Regions from separate parts of the Mus musculus genome. Here region 2 is linked to region 1. The links are chromatin contacts, called in public Hi-C maps. All regions are on one chromosome and are shown on one strand. Each heading gives the region's core, a stretch centred on a gene start, on an enhancer-like site or on the middle of the called end of the contact. The rest is flanking DNA. Distances are from core to core; before and after follow the strand shown. Region 1 has its middle 6.6 kb from the start of Gm32121. Region 2 overlaps Thrb (thyroid hormone receptor beta).

Region 1 (2,721 bases), core at 90-2,589:
GGCACTCCCCAGATTATGCTAATTTTATTAGCTATCAAAGTGTGTAAGAGCGTGCACTCTTACACACACACACATACACATAAATTATGAATTTAGTATTGCAGAGAAGGAATGAATACAAAAGACTTGGTATTGCATAAAAAATTATTTTAAAATATTTTACATAGACTTATGTTAGCTTGTCCCTTTCGCTTTTCCTCCTGATGATACTGTTGGAAGATCTTTCCCTTGTCCTATCACTACTGGGCCTCAATCAGAAGAACTCAGGTCACAAAGAGTGCTGTCTGGGCCAGAGATGATTGCCTGGGTAGACATATAGAGATAATTTAAACCTAAATATGTAACACATTTTATTTGTTCTACTTAATTATGAGAAAAGGAAGAAAGCTATTTTAGAAGAGAGATGGTTGCAGCAGAGGTGCTAAACTTCTTATAAAATTCACAGTAACATTGTAAGAAACGGATATAGGATCTTAGTAAAACAACTATGCAATTCAAAGTATTCCAGCAAGGTAAATAGCTCTCAGAATAGCAGAAGGGAGCAAACAAACACCCCTACAGAGGGTTTTTATTCCTAAAGCTAGGAAGTCTCCTGTGTCACATTGAGTAGAGGAATATGACTTCACATTCTTATGCTACTGGGTAATACAGTTTACAGGGAGACAGTAAACTTCAGCATATATTTTTATTCAACATCAGAGGAATTTGAGTTCCTGCCAAGTGGCTTCTTTACAATTATTGTCCGAGTGAAGTTTTACTTATTTAAATCTTTGGAAGAAAAGGCAGTGCATTTTGTTTAGGTTTACTACACATGCTCACACAGTGGGTCTTCCTGAAGGCTCTGTAAGGGAACACTTATAGAGTGTGGCCTTAGGGGTATTCTGTGTAAATTGGTTCTTCATGGACCTGTGAAGCTGTCCTCAGTCTGGACAATCAGCAAACTCTGATAAAGCCCCAACTCTCTACCATGCATTACACAAGGAACTGAGGCAAGCCCTGTCACCAGGAAGAGCTCACATGCTAGAGCTCATTTACTACTGTGCAAGTAACAAAGAGGAAGGAATAGTGCTAAGACATGATGAGAGCCTGCAGGGGCTGGGATAGCAGCAGTGTAGGAGAGATCCAATGTAATGGGCTATGGAGGGTAAGATTGCCTCAGACAAAAAGAGATTTTGTCAAAGAGTAAACGAGAGATCAAAACACTTAGGAAAGTTCAGTGGGTCTAAGGTATGAGAACTGAGAACAAGTGGTCATGTGACGAAGTTACAGAGCCGCATAAGCACTGAAGTCCAGGAAGTGCTGAGTCATGACATGTTGCAAACAGATGAGCATTTTGCAATTGTTTTTCTCACGGTGTGAAAAGTTTGGTCTCTCTTAGATCACTGCAGAAGCCAGCTATGGGGTGAGAATAAGTGTCTGCTCATCTATACAGAAGTATCATCTATACGGAAGTATCATCTATATGGAAGTATCATCTATACGGAAGTATCATCTATACGGAAGTATCATCTATACGGAAGTATCATCTATATGGAAGTATCATCTATATGGAAGTATCATCTATATGGAAGTATCATCTATATGGAAGTATACAGAGTATCTTCTACAGAAGACATTCAGGGAAGGGGGAACAAGGGTCTAGGCTGCCACCATGGCCCAGTCCAGCCTGGTCCAGATAGGAGGTCTTGAGACTGGAATGTGACCAGCTGCCCAGAAGGCACTAGGTGCTCCTATTTGGGTTGTCCATGGCTCATGAGCTCTCCCTGAGGGATGAACTTCCACATGCATCCAGTGCTAAACATCTGCAGGAAGCCCCTCTTGGCCAAGAGCAGTTCTCTGGAAGTAGCTCATGAGCAAGTCAGAAGTAAATCCCAGAGATGCTGAATGAGAGCACAAAAGAACTTCAGGAAACCTGGCAGAGCACTGGGATTATCCTCACTGCCCGGAAAGATGGACAGACAAGGTGTGCTAGCCAAGGTACAGCAGTGCGTACAAAACACTACAGTAACAATTTAAGACCCTGGCAAGCCTTAGCTTACTGGGGACTCCCTGAGTGAACAACACAGAGCCAGGAATCAATGCAAAAAGCAAGAAGAATTTGTTGTTCCAACATGTTGGGGTCGAACATGGAGAGAGAGGACAACCACAAGCAACCTTTATACAGTTCTCCAGGAAGCAGCCATTAGGCACAATGTGATTGGCAGAGCAGTGTGACTTTTAAACTGATTGGTCTATAGGGAATGAGGTAGGTGGCCAAAGGTCTTGGAATGTGTCTACCCCTACCCGCAGGTGGCCGGTGGTCAGTCCCTCCTCCCTGTGGTCTGAGGAATGTAATTAGCCCCTCCCTTCCAGAGGGGAGGGGTGCCTATGTTCTTTATGACCATTTGTTTCCAGGAGGGAAGGGGTCTGGTATAAAGTTCCTTGAGATGCCAAAGCTTTTAAATTCAGACTCCACTTTAGAGAACCTGACCTAACTTTGAACTCAGGTAGACTAACAGGTTGGTATCTAGCATTAGTTTCCAAATTGCCACCAACAAAAGCTGAGCCTAGCTCCAGTATCTAAGCTAATCCTCAACAAAAGCAGATTTTCTAGGTTACACCACCAACAAGACCAGTGTCTCTTGGCCCCCAACAAACCTGCACTCCAGGTTACAAGCCCACCCCTTGAATAATGACCACCAAAGCAGAGGGGAGCAGAAGTTAAGTTTATGATATGACTCC
Region 2 (2,758 bases), core at 237-2,736, 470 kb before region 1:
GTGGTACATTTACACAATGGAGTACTACTCAGCTATTAAAAAGAATGAATTTATGAAATTCCTACGCAAATGGATGGACCTGAAGGGCATCATCCTGAGTGAGGTAACCCAATCACAAAAGACCTCGCATAATATGTACTCACTGATAAGTGGATATTAGCCCAGAAACTTAGAATACCCAAGATATAAGATACAATTTGCTAAACGCATGAAACTCAAGAACGAAGACCAAAGTGTGGCCACTTTGCCCCTTCTTAGAATTTTGAACAAACCAGCCATGGAAGGAGTTACAGAGACAAAGTTTGGAGCTGAGATGAAACGATGGACCATCTAGAGACTGCCATATCCGGGATCCATCCCATAATCAGCTTCCAAACACTGACACCATTGTATACACTAGCAAGATTTTGCTGAAAGGACCCAGATATGGTTGTCTTTTGTGAGACTATGCAGGGGCCTGGCAAACACAGAAGTGGATGCTCACAGTCAGCTATTGGATGGCTCACAGGGCCCCCAATGGAGGAGCTAGAGAAAGTACTCAAGGAGCTAAAGGGATCTGCAACCCTATAGGTGGAACAACAATATGAACTAACCAGTACCCCAGATCTCATGTCTCTAGCTTCATATGTATCAGAAGATGGCCTTGTTGGCCATCAGTGGAAAGAGAGGTCCATTGGTCGTGCAAACTTTATATGCCTCAGTATAGGGGAACGCCAGGGCCAAGAAGTGGGAGTTGGTGGGTAGGGGAGTGAGTGGGGGAGTGTGTGTGGGACTTTTGGGATAGCATTGGAAATATAAATGAAATAAATGACCAAAAAAAACCCCAACAACCCCCCCCCCACAAAAAAAACCAACCTGTCTCTATTTGAACTTGCTTTGCCATAGCAATAGTGCAACTGGGCACAAGTTACTTTACCTTTTGTGGACTCAAGGTTGGCTGCCTTTGTCCCTCCCTCCCTCCCTCCCTCCCTCCCTCCCTCCCTCCCTCCCTCCCTCCCTCCCTCCCTCCCTCCCCCCTTTCTCCCTCCTTTCCTTCCTTCTTTCCCCAGTAGCATCTAGTAAAGCTACTGGATTCCATCTATAGTAAGATAGATTTTGCTTTGGGACACAGGCACAGCAGCAACCCTAAAGCTTCATGGAGCAATAGCCACCCTACCAGGAGAGGCACATGCCCATTTTTTTCTTCAAATCCATTTATTTTCATTATAAAAAGGGCCAACACACCACACTGGCTCACTATCTCTGCTACTGTTTGCAGTTTGAAATTTGACCAGAAGGGCGTACCCTTTCCAGCAGGCTAGGCATGGAACTCCTCTGAGGTCTGAAGAAGTCTTAAAAGCTAACATTCTCTCATCTGAATTTAGTAGCCGCTGTATATTTGGCTCTCTGAACTCTATCTCGATGCCTTTCACATAACTTAAGCTTTGGAGCCTAGTTGCATGCTCTCATCCCTGACCACAGAGTCTCCCTGCTCTATCTTCTGCTTCCCCTAGCAAACTGCCTGCTCTGTGGCCGGAACTTCCTCTTCTAAGCATTGCTGAAACATGGACTCTGTTGTTTGCGTTTCAGTATGAATGTAAATATTGGTTTGAAAAGGAAGACTGAAAGCAATGTGTAACAGCCTACAGTTTGAAAAGAACCGACATGTCATATTTTCTTCATGATAAAAAATTTTACAGCTTTGGATAACTAAAAGTTAAAACTTGAAAAATTTAAAAAGTGTTCTGATAGTTTGTTCCAAGCATAAATAGTTATTATAAATTTTGGAAATTGTAATCCTGGCCAAGCAATCTGGTCTGAACTTCTCAATCTAGCATATGAAGGTGAAACCAATACCTCTGATGCCTCTGCTGTCTCTTTGCTAGAATATTCTGTGATGTGGGGGAGCCAAAGGTGAGGAGGACATATATCTAAGTAATGGTTCAGAGAGCCACAGTTTACTGCCACCACCCTGCTCCATTGGCTGCTTGTGGCTACACATCTAGTTCTTGTGTGGTTTATATATGCTCTAGTGTGATGGCAATGTGTGTTTTGTTCTGGCTTTTGAGAGTGACCTGAGAGACTTCTGGTTTCTTGTCTGCCACCTGATTGACATTTATGAACTGATAGGAGCAGCTGTTGACCCTTGTTTCAAAGCGGAAGCCCTAGTGACTTTAAAGATAGGACATGAAAAGCCCCTAGCTTTATCTATGGTTCTGATTCAGTAGTCTAGTCTAGTCTTCTAGACACTCAAGTGTGGAAAATACTCTCTCCAGGTGATTAGAACACACAATGAATGTCACACACAATGGTAAGCTTCATTTGCTCCTGAAGTTGTCTCTCGTAGTACCCCCCCCCCCCCCACACACACACTGTTTAAATGTCCAGGGACTGAAAAGGAATGAACCTATAGACCTTTACAGTATAAGAAGCGGGGACAGACAAACACAGGAGTCCTCAGAGTTGTTTCTGAGTTCCCTTTCCTTTGCTTCTGTAGACAGCATTCAGAGGGAAGTTACTGTGGTATTGTAGCTGACTATATGACTCACTAAGCAGCATTGTATAGCACAGTTTCTAATCCCTTCCTATTGGGTTACCATTTAGTATATAGCTGACACTGAATTAACATTCTCACAACTCATCTGAAGCTTTCACCTTTAAGGCATCTACTCATTCACTTGTAAACTCACTGTTGACTATGCACTCACGATGTGGTGACAGTCTGAGCTTAGAGAGCAATACTGGAGGGCTCAAATCCAGGCTCCATCCTTTCTCTACA

What was found. Hi-C and Micro-C count contacts between places; a contact is called where the count stands out from the background.
Region 2: a Hi-C map of bone marrow-derived macrophages shows a contact between it and region 1, with 14 read pairs. The contact joins two enhancer-like sites. A contact is called at or near these places in 1 of 15 datasets of contacts at CTCF or cohesin (large pre-B cells), 3 of 484 Hi-C or Micro-C datasets (adipose-derived mesenchymal stem cells, bone marrow-derived macrophages and large pre-B cells) and 1 of 115 datasets of contacts at active chromatin or transcription factors (large pre-B cells).

Annotation. Positions count from the first base shown.
Region 1 is chr14:17,413,014-17,415,734 of GRCm38.p6, reverse strand. No RefSeq gene overlaps it. Among named protein-coding and RNA genes, the nearest start is that of Gm32121, 6.6 kb to the right of the region's middle. Within about 2 kb of position 1,339, at least 53 of the 459 cell types and tissues checked have an H3K27ac peak or open chromatin away from gene starts, as enhancers often do. A contact at or near this core is called in bone marrow-derived macrophages, where this site is marked.
Region 2 is chr14:17,878,394-17,881,151 of GRCm38.p6, reverse strand. The region is part of intron 2 of Thrb (thyroid hormone receptor beta); the gene reads right to left. Among named protein-coding and RNA genes, the nearest start is that of Thrb, 220 kb to the right of the region's middle. Within about 2 kb of position 1,486, at least 42 of the 459 cell types and tissues checked have an H3K27ac peak or open chromatin away from gene starts, as enhancers often do. A contact at or near this core is called in bone marrow-derived macrophages, where this site is marked.